2 separate regions of the Mus musculus genome follow, and region 2 is linked to region 1. Evidence: chromatin contacts called from public Hi-C data. All regions are on one chromosome and are shown on one strand. The core of a region is the stretch at or near the end of the contact, and the rest is flanking DNA. Distances in the headings are between cores, read along the strand shown. Region 1 has its middle 30 kb from the start of Klhl42. Region 2 has its middle 95 kb from the start of Far2.

Region 1 (5,315 bases), core at 1,080-3,579:
TTCTAGGACATGCCTGGTACTCTAGCACTGGATGGGATTATTGAGACATCCTATCTCATGGACTGAACAATTAACAGATCTCTGGCCTTTCCATCAGGAGACAGCCATTGTTGAACTACCCAAACCATATCCTGAAAGCACTCTAATAAATGTGTGTGTGTGTGTGTGTGTGTGTGTGTGTGTGTGTGTGTGTGTGTGTGTTTCATTCTATCAGTTCTGTTCCTTTAGAGTACCCTAACTAATATATACACACATGGAACCATCTCCCACTCCTGATACAGACACTGTGGAGGTGTTAGAGAGAACATTTCCAGGTGAGCCCATCTGTATACAGATTTAACTTGGATAACAACATCCTAGACTTTGAGGAAGAATTATAATGAGGTGAGATTTAGGGTAATGTTATGAAGGACTGCATACATTTTTCATGTAGAAGGGATGTAAAGATTAGAGTCTAAAGTTGGACTGCGATTGCTAACCAAGATGGCCTGTTAGATTCTCACCCTCCTCTGTCCCCTTTTACAATGTGCCAGAATCAATCAGTGTGACCAGCTCTGCCATTGTCAAGGCTGGAGCATAAGGACACCGTGAATCAATTTGTTCTCTCTCAGACTGACTGTGCTGTACAACACAGCAGGCACACCATAATCCACACTGTGAGAGGATCTACATAGTGAGAAATCAAAGGCCATCCCCAACAGCCAAGAGTCTGGAGGTGGAGCCTTTTCCCAGGTTCAGACTTCATACAACTACAGCACTGCCAAACAAAGGAAACTTCCCCAAGAGACACCGAGCCAGAACCATCCAGCAAAGTTGCTCCTGGGTTCCCACCCCTCATGAAGAATACAAGTAACAAACATTTGTTTACTGACACGGTGAGGTTTAAAGTGAGTTTAAGGTAAGTCATTACTAGCAATAAAGATACATAAGCAGTAAAGACAGCTCAATCAAATACTGTGTGTGTGTGTGTGTGTGTGTGTGTGTGTGTGTGTGTGTGTGTGCATTTCTCTGTGCATGTACTTGTGCCATTTTGAGGTATGCAAATGCACATGAGTGCAGATGAAGACTAAAGGTCATGCCAGATGTCTTTCTTATTCAATCTCTGCTTTGTGTTTTTGAGACAAACTCACTAAACCTGAGCTCGCTGGTTGGGCTATACTGGCTGATGAGAAAGCTCTGGGGTCCTCCTGTCTCTGGTCCCTGGCACTCATACACAGGAATGAGCTGCGCTCAGCTTTTACTTGGGTGACAGGGGTGCAAACTCAGGTATGCATGCTTGCACAGCAAGCAGTTGGCCAACTAGATCATCTACCCAGCCGGCCCCAGAAACATTCCTCTTGGTATTGCAACAGTGTAATAAAAATAATAGCCATCTATTCTGGTAAAGTTATATACAGTCAGGTATTGCTCATGGATAGGACATAATCTAAGAAACAGCATCAGAGGGGTTTTCCCTTCTATGAATATCAGAGAGCATCCTCACACAAACTCAGATGGCTTCAGCATCTCGAGGCAATATGATCTTATGGGAGGCCTGTCATTGACTGAACAGAATACTGCATTTATTATCTAATGGCATGAAGTACAATCATCAAGACTTGGTCACTGGGTGTCACTCACTCTGTGTCTGTAAGAGACATAAACACCAACAAATGATTTCTAGAATCAAGCTATTATTCCCAGAAAAAGATAGCCATTTGTGACCCGTTGGTTTTCAAGAAATACTTAACACTGTGCAGAGAAAACTTACTGATATAGATTTGGTGACAAAACTATTGAGGGGGATAGAGCTGTTACTTTCCTGGTTGCTGTGAGATCATTCCTAACAAGAGCTGCTTAAGGGGGGATAGGTTTATCTGGACTCACGTTATGGAGGGATGGTGCCCACCAAGTCCATCACGGTGGTATTGGGGTGGGAACCGTTACGACTCACATCTTGATGGAACGAGAAGCAGGAAGAACGAGAGGAGGGGGCAAGGAAGGCTCTAAACCTCAAAGGCTTGCCTGTGCAACCTTCCCGAGCAGCGACACCAGCCAAGGACCAGTGTTTCAGTGCGTGAACCTGTTGGGGAAATTTCACACTCGAGCCACAAAGGGCGGGGAAGTAATGTGCATTTCCACGATCCTCAGATCCGGAGTCGGGTGGGAACTGGGTTTAATCAACCCATGGCCTCAGAAGGCAAAACAGGGCTTTTGGATCACAGTAGGTTAAACAGTGGGTCCCCAGACTGGAGGTTTTCAGACCTAGTAGGACGGGAGGAAGTTGGGTGGAGCCGGGAAGAGGAGGGATACTGCAAGAGCCTAAAAAGAGTGAGATTCTGAGTCACCGTTTCCACACAGTGAGGATAAAGGAGGCATCTCCACAGCGTCTGCCTGACAAAACGCTGGACTGGGCTGGGACTAAATAAAGCAACAGGAAAGGGAGGGTCTTGTCGGCAGCACTCCATTCAGTGGGATGTTTTGACTACAGTTCAGCTCTAGCACTCCTTGCTGAGAACTTGACTAGAATTGGTATTCACAGTCCACATACATCCTCCAAGGGGATTTTTTTCTTTTAATTTCAGAAACCCCCATCTCCTGCCTCATTCTGACCACATTAGAACCTGGCATAGTGGGACGGGGCTGGGTTTGACCCTGTCTCTGGAATAGTTGAGACGTCTCTCCTGTTCATTTTTCTCTTTCTCTCTCTTACTTCTCGGTGCGGAGCCAGCGAGAGGAGCCAGGTGGAAACTAAGGCTCTCTGTTTATGACTGAACAGGTACACCACAGACAGCAATGCCAGTGTTCTGCCCATGGCCTCCCACACACCCAGACTGCCCCAAGTCCCACCTGGAAGGACCAGGCCCTGGTAGCCAGGACGATGGTCCCACGTCTGGACTGATTGAAACCAGGCTTATTTGCTTAAGAACAACATTCGAATAGAGGCCCCTCAGAAACTCACATTTCCATATTGACTGGGGATTTTTGTTTATTACAAATGAGGTTAAGAAACCATTCTGTATAGTGGCTAAATGAAAAATCAACATGTGTTCAGAGAGCCCAGCAGCAACGGTGATAATAACTGCATTCTTGCATGACAGAACCTTCCCTTGAAGGCACCAGGGGGCAGCGGGGTCATCATCCCCAATCTCTCCAGTGAGAGAATGTGTTGCAGACGGGCAACTTAACTGCAGGTGGCCACTAACAGAGGGTGCCTGTGCTCTTCCCGTGTCGCTGGAGCTTGAAATGTGTGCATATTATTTCAATGTGTCTGACAGGAGGTGGCAAGAAAGCAGTTCTATTTCTTGCTATCTTTTTTATCATGCATGTGTGTTTAGCATATGTACATGTTGGTCAGAGGACCATTTGGGGGAGTTGCTTCTCTCTCTCTACCCTGTGGGTCTGTCCGTCATCAGGCTTGGTGGGAAGCACTCCCATAAAGCCATCTCACTGTCCCTATGATTTTTGTTGTTTGTTTTTGAGATGGGAATCTCATGTAGCCCAGGCTAGCCTCCAACTCACTATGCATAGCCAAGGATGACCCTGATCTTCTGATCTTCTTGCCTCTACCTCCCAAGTTCTAGGATCACAAAACTGCTCCACCAAGTCCGGTTTATTCGAAACCTTAACCTAGGGCCTCACGCGTGGCAGGCAAGCTCTCCTCCAACTGTAGTCCAGTTCCAACCACAGTTACACTGGGAAGGAGGAGTTGTATTTTTAAAATATGTTTTCATATAAGCATTCAGCTATTCTAGAAAGTCCCAGGCCATCTCTAGAGCCTGACTTCTCACTCTCTACAATGCTTGGCTCTGACCCTGTTGTCAGATGGAAGACTTCATAGCCACTGGCTACTATGTGCGCAGTGGCTATCTCCTGAAGGCAGTGGTATGGGCATTTCAAGAATATATTATCTTTGTAGTCTATCAGCCAGACTAGGACAGTGCTGAGCATGAAGGGGGTGGGTGGGGTACCTGATTGCATTAACTAAGACTTTCACCACAGTGTACCCTCGGTCCTTTGCACTTGTAGATTCCACATTCATCTATCACTACAAATAAAAAAGATCCTAAATAAAAATTATTCATCTCTACTGAACCTGTATATACTCTTCCTTATCCCACCCTACCCTTAGATGACAGTGTAACAACTGAGTATCTCTACCTTACCCTTAGATGACAGTGTAACAACTGAGTATCTCCACCCTACCCTTAGATGACAGTGTAACAACTGAGTATCTCCACCCTACCCTTAGATGACAGTGTAACAACTGAGTATCTCCACCCTACTCTTAGATGACAGTGTAACAACTGAGTATCTCCACCCTACCCTTAGATGACAGTGTAACAACTGAGTATCTCCACCCTACCCTTAGATGACAGTGTAACAACTGAGTATCTCCACCCTACCCTTAGATGACAGTGTAACAACTGAGTATCTCCACCCTACCCTTAGATGACAGTGTAACAACTGAGTATCTCCACCCTACCCTTAGATGACAGTGTAACAACTGAGTATCTCCACCCTACCCTTAGATGACAGTGTAACAACTGAGTATCTCTACCCTACCCTTAGATGACAGTGTAACAACTGAGTATCTCTACCCTACCCTTAGATGACAGTGTAACAACTGAGTATCTCCACCCTACCCTTAGATGACAGTGTAACAACTGAGTATCTCTACCCTACCCCTAGATGACAGTGTAACAACTGAGTATCTCCACCCTACCCCTGGATGACAGTGTAACAACTGAGTATCTCTACCCTACCCCTGGATGACAGTGTAACAACTGAGTATCTCCACCCTACCCCTGGATGACAATGTAACAACTGAGTATCTCTACCCTACCCCTAGATGACAGTGTAACAACTGAGTATCTCCACCCTACCCCTGGATGACAATGTAACAACTGAGTATCTCCACCCTACCCCTAGATGACAGTGTAACAACTGAGTATCTCCACCCTACCCTTAGATGGCAGTGTAACAACTGAGTATCTCCACACTACCCCTAGATGACAGTGTAATGACTGTGCATCTCCTTCCTTCTTTGGGGGTCACTAGCATCTAGAGATGGTTTAAATTATTCAGGAGGATGTGTGCAGGTTCTAAGACATTTTACTCACAAACCTGAGAGTCCGAGGACTGTGTGATGTGGCAGGGATCTCCTTGGATACCATGGGTTGACAGAAGAATCTAGTGTCCTGAGAAAGACAAGCATCACTGCTTCCTGTCATGCGTACAAACCAGATTTAAAATCAAACAAAATGTTGAGTGTAGGTGATTACAAAAGAACAAGGGAACGGGGGGGGGGGGGAGGCTAAGACCAAAGCCCATGT
Region 2 (5,315 bases), core at 840-3,339, 830 kb before region 1:
CACAGAAGACCCCTGAGGTTTTTATTCTCATTCTATCCTAAAGCAGGGAGCACTCTCAAGAAAGATGAAGGAGGTTTGGGTTCACAGGCACATGGGGCTACAGGGCTTCTACCCTGCATGAGGCATTCAAAGTTTAAAATACAGAGTGATTGCCATGGCGAGCCCCACAGAGGAGATGTCAGAATTTTGTTTCTAAGCACAAAGAGACTCTGAGCCAGTTCCAGGGGTTTTCCTGCCTCTGTCTCCCCTGCAGGAGAAAGAGAGAACAGGTGTGCTCCACTGAACTTGGACTGCTCTCTCTCCCTCCCTCCCTCCTTCCCTTCCTCCTTTTCTTCCTTCCTTCCTTCCTTCCTTCCTTCCTTCCTTCCTTCCTTCCTTCCTTCCTTCCTTCCTTCCCTTCCTCTTCTCTCTCTTTTTTCTTTTTCCTTTTTTAACATGTGCTGAGAATCTAGCTCAGTCTTCATGTTTATGCTGAGTCATTTCCCAGCCTCACAGTGATTTAATGTTATGAACCACAAAAGTGAGAGACAAACCTCAAGAGTAGAGTAGACAACTCTACTCTTGAGTTGAGTGGGTGTCCCTCCTGGTTCAGGTTCAGGCTCAGGGGTCCGGTTATAAGTCACACACCTACAGGCCAGGTAGTCATTTCCAGTCTAACAAAGAAATGAGAAGAAATGCTGGTCTATAAGTCTTGCTTCTAGTGACAGCAAGCTCCACCAATTTCCATAGCTCTTGGAAGCCCATGGTTTGCCGTTCTTACACATGACCTGGTTCTGCTTGGATGGCATGGGAAGCTAGCTGAATCCATTTCTTGTCTGAGCCACCGTCTCGGCCAAGTGACAGGGTGAAAAGGCCCTTCAGACATGGCCCAGAATCCAAGCAGCTGTCTCTACTGTCTAAGTATTAATGGCTTAGTTCACTCACAGAGGAGAGAGGCATGTAATGCCCAACAAGCTTAGCCTGATCTGGGGTTCAATTTGAGTTAATCGGCACTGCTTCTGGAATATGCCTATGTGGGTTTTTCTCAGTAAGTGCAGTCAGCAAGTCTGAACGGAGCTCTCCTATGCCGACCCACACAGATCAACTTGGACTTTGCGACATTGCATCATCATAAGAGGACTTCAGGGTGCTCTGAGCCAAGTAGAATTGGCTAAATGGTTAACACATGACTTTAGGAAAAAGCATGGGCACTTCTCAGAGGACGATGGGGCTAAAAACACTGTGGCTACCTCATCTCAAAACCTGAGTGAAATTAAGCCCAGAAACCCTTCATTTCTCAATCATAAGTAAGGATAAAAATTATAAGCAGGAACTAGGATTCATGGGAGACAGAGCCACAGAAGAATCTTTTGGCAGCTTACCAGGTCCTCCTGATAGATGTATTTGAATGTAAACATGAGCTTTGAACCCAAGATGTAAAATGGGGCAGAATTGTTGCCAGTTAAATAGAAAGAAGGTAAATCACCGACATTCTTCACACTTCCGTTAGAGGGCATTCTTGCCTCACAGATGCCTGGGTGTGTTTATCACAGAGAGTGTTTTCTTCCAGGTCTGCAGGTCTGCATTATAGGTGGTCTAAACTGGCAGACTCCATGCCAGGCAAGGCACGCAAAGCTGGGGGGGGGCGGATAATGTGACATTTCTTCCTGCTTTCACATACCCAAGGTAATAGAAATCAGCTTGGCTCAAAACTGTGCTCCTGAGCTCCAGTTCTCCACTCTGTCCCCAACCCCACCCCCACCCCCACCCAGACCCCAAACCTTGTGCACTGCACTGCCAGGGACTGCCAGAGCCTTCCCCAGGGAAGCTGAAATCATGAGAGCCGCTTGATTATTCAGGGAGATTTTGTAAATGCAGCCAAGGAACAGGAAGGTGCCTCAAGTCCTGGGGGAGTGAGGGGCTTTCCTCTCCCTGGGCAGTCACCAGGGCCGCACATAGGGAAGAAAGCCAACAGAAAGCCGTGCATCTTTTGTAACTCCAGAATACCCCAGTGCCAGGATGTCTCCCAGGCAGAGGCTTCCCGAACTCTGAGGCCTCCCACAGGCCAGGCTTCTGTGTGTATGTGAGAAAGGAGCATATGTTGAGTCATACACATACCCACCTAAAGGAGAACGCAGAACACCGTGGCTCTAGAGTTGTTTGTAGAGTGCTCAGTTCTAAAGCCTTAGGCATGAGAATTGGTGTGAACCATGGTGTTGATCTCTCCCAAGGCCTGGCATGATGATGCTTGCTGCCACTGCTTCCAAAGTCTGGCATGATGATGCTTGCTGATGCTGCAGTGAGCAGAAATGCCTAAATACTAAGGGAAAGGGAAACACTTTGTGTGCTGACCACAATGTGGTACTGAGGCACAGGTGGGAGAGGATGAGACATGGGACCAGGAAGCTGCCCCTGTTACATAGGCATACAACCATTGGGTCCTAAACACAGAAGAGAGAGTCCCTTGGCCTTTAACACTGGAGGAGTGCAGGGTAGAGCAAGAAACTTGGGAGTTCTCAAGGCTGACTCTCAACTGCCTCAGTCCAGTTCCCCGTGTTTATGCTTGTAAACAGAAAAGCAGATTGACACAACACTGAGGATAACCTCCTCTACCCTTCTCCTCTCACTCTCCAAACACACACACACACACACACACACACACACACACACACACGCACACACACACATGTATACACATACATGCACATATACACACATACACATGTGCACACACATTCACACATATACACAGGAACACACATACATATGTGCACACACATGCACATATATACACATACACACATATACATGCACACACACATACTCATGTGCACACACATTCACACAGATACACATGTACACACATGCACATGTATACACATATATACACATATACATGCACACACATACTCATGTGCACACACATTCACACACATACACATGTACACACATACACATGTGTATACACACATGCACAAACATACACATATATATGCACATACACTGATGTATGTGACAACTTTGGGTGTCATTCCTTGTTTTTGTGATCTTTGTTTTTGAAACAGAGTTTCTCATTGAATCTCACCAACTAGGTTAGGCTGGGCAGTGCCCCAAGTATCTGCTTGTCTGAGCTGGGATTTCAAGAATGCTGCCCATGTGATTACTAAACCCTGTGCTTGGGCAACAAGCACTTGACCAACTGACCAGCTCAACACCCTGGCTCAACAGTGAGGACTTGGTGTCAAGGCAGTAGCTAGGATTTACCAGTGTTAGAGCATTATTACAGAGAATATTTATCTTCAGGTGACTATAGAAAATCATGTCAAAACAGTACTAGGGGAAAAAAAGCTTTTATGAGATTCTTAAAGTACAGAACTGGCAGAGGACCCACAAATGCCAAGCGAACCTGAATGACTCAGTGTCTCTCTAATGGGCTTAGGTTGGAGACCCTGGGCAGGAAAATAAAGCCTTCAGCAAGCACTTGGGAGGGCAGGGCCCTTGGCAAGGTCCTCATGTAAAGTCATCCCATAATTATAGTCTTGGAGGAGAGAGCCTTGTTCTCTCCCTGCACCCTGTAAGCCCCTGGGTTTTCAGCTAAGTCTTCTGGCCTTGCTTTCATTTGGGTTCTGTAGCAACACAGCACCTTTGGCCCAAACCTCTCCCTTTCTATTTTTAAAAAAGAAAGGACTTAGGAGTCCTGGGGAACCTGTAATTGACAAAGCACTTAGAGTCATCAAATCCACCCCCAAGGCATGGATGCAGCCAGGCTCCTGCTGCAGATTTTAATGTCTTACCACAGCACTAAGGGCTTCTGTTATGTGCAGTCTGGTCACCATGGTTCCCTGATCGCTGGTGTTTTATATCTCACCTAAAGTAGAGGTGGGCGTGCCCAGAGTGTTTTGAGCTTGTGTTGAGAAACATGGCAGGACTTGCCAGTATAGAACCCTCTGGAACCCTGTGGACTTGGAGCTGCAGGTAGGATGCCAGACACTTTTTTTTTTTTTTTTGTCTTTGAGGTTCAAGTTCTTTTTAACTTTTGGAACACACAGGACATCCTCTTTCTAACTGATGTAGGGAGAGTTTTTTAAAAGGTCCATTGAAAAGAACTGCTGAAGAACCTGGATGCCCAATGGTTTTCACAAAACAGTATTTTGATGTGTTAAGTGGAAGCATATCGGAGACGTGTAGATTGGATTTCCCTCTAAACATACAGGGGCTTGAGTACAGGATTCAAGAAGGCAGGCCAGGCACCTTTTAGAAACTCAAACACTTGAAAAATACTGGGAAGTGTTTATGTTCAAACCTATGGGACTGGCCCACCCAGGATGGAAGCAGTAAGCTCAGCCAGACAGACACCTGCTCCCTAAGGGTGACCTTTGCATAGACAGCTTGCAGAATAGGTGTTGTACTGTGACAGGTGACAAAGCTTGTCCAAACATGGAACAAGCTTGCTTTCTCCCTCCCCTCCCTCTCCCTCCCTTTTCCTTTTCCCTCTTTCCCCCTCTCTCCCTTTTCCCTTTCCCCCTCCCCTCCCCCCTTCTCTGATAGGTTCTCATGTAGCCCATGCTGGCCTGGAACTCCCTATGTAGATGAGGTGACCTTAAATTTCTTAAATGCTGAGGTTGTAGGTGAGCACCTGTGCACCTGCATAGCTGGTCTAGGCAGTGCTGGGCCATCTTGGACATGCCAGGGCAAACACTCTACCAACTGCAGAATTCCTGAAGCCCAGAACATGATACTTTGTGTACAGACTGTAGGAAAACAGACCCCTGTAAAGCAATTGAAACCTCAACTCTCACCCTAATTGGACCAATTGCCAGGAATGGGGATTCCACCTAGCTGCACAGGGCTATGGCTTCCTCTTGCTCATATGCCTGCTTCTGTCCCATGTAGTCTTTGCTTAGACCAAAAATAAAAAAAAAATCTCAGAATCAATCAACCAACCACTCAATCTATCCTACACAGCATGTTCTCACAGGACTTAATAATTCCAGTCATTAAAGCAAAGTGTCAGATGTATTTCACAGAACTTCGTGGTTCTGGAGTGCTGAGATGGCCATCGATCTTTCCTGGGACCCACGGCTCACCTTAGGACAAGTGAATCTTAACTCTGAAAGGAGCAATTGCTTTGGAAAGTAAGAGTTTTTGGAGTAAGGAGTTCAGAGCAGCCCAGGGCCTGGGAACTCCATTTTTCCACAAAACTTAGGATTTCCAGAGCCAACAACACATTTTTTTTTCATTCTCTTACATCTTATTATTTTCTTGGAAGATGACATAAGTGGCCCCTGAGATTCCTCTTCTTGGCTGCATACTATGCTCCTGCTTATCAACGTCCC

Evidence for each region. Hi-C and Micro-C count contacts between places; a contact is called where the count stands out from the background.
Region 2: a Hi-C map of cerebral cortex shows a contact between it and region 1, with 4 times the contacts expected there. The contact joins two enhancer-like sites. A contact is called at or near these places in 1 of 15 datasets of contacts at CTCF or cohesin (stem cell-derived epiblast-like cells) and 16 of 484 Hi-C or Micro-C datasets (the HPC-7 cell line, cardiomyocytes, cerebellum and 7 more).

The regions. Positions count from the first base shown.
Region 1 is chr6:147,118,550-147,123,864 of GRCm38.p6, reverse strand. No RefSeq gene overlaps it. Among named protein-coding and RNA genes, the nearest start is that of Klhl42, 30 kb to the right of the region's middle. Within about 2 kb of position 2,329, at least 6 of the 459 cell types and tissues checked have an H3K27ac peak or open chromatin away from gene starts, as enhancers often do. A contact at or near this core is called in cerebral cortex, where this site is marked.
Region 2 is chr6:147,949,660-147,954,974 of GRCm38.p6, reverse strand. No RefSeq gene overlaps it. Among named protein-coding and RNA genes, the nearest start is that of Far2, 95 kb to the left of the region's middle. Within about 2 kb of position 2,089, at least 42 of the 459 cell types and tissues checked have an H3K27ac peak or open chromatin away from gene starts, as enhancers often do. A contact at or near this core is called in cerebral cortex, where this site is marked.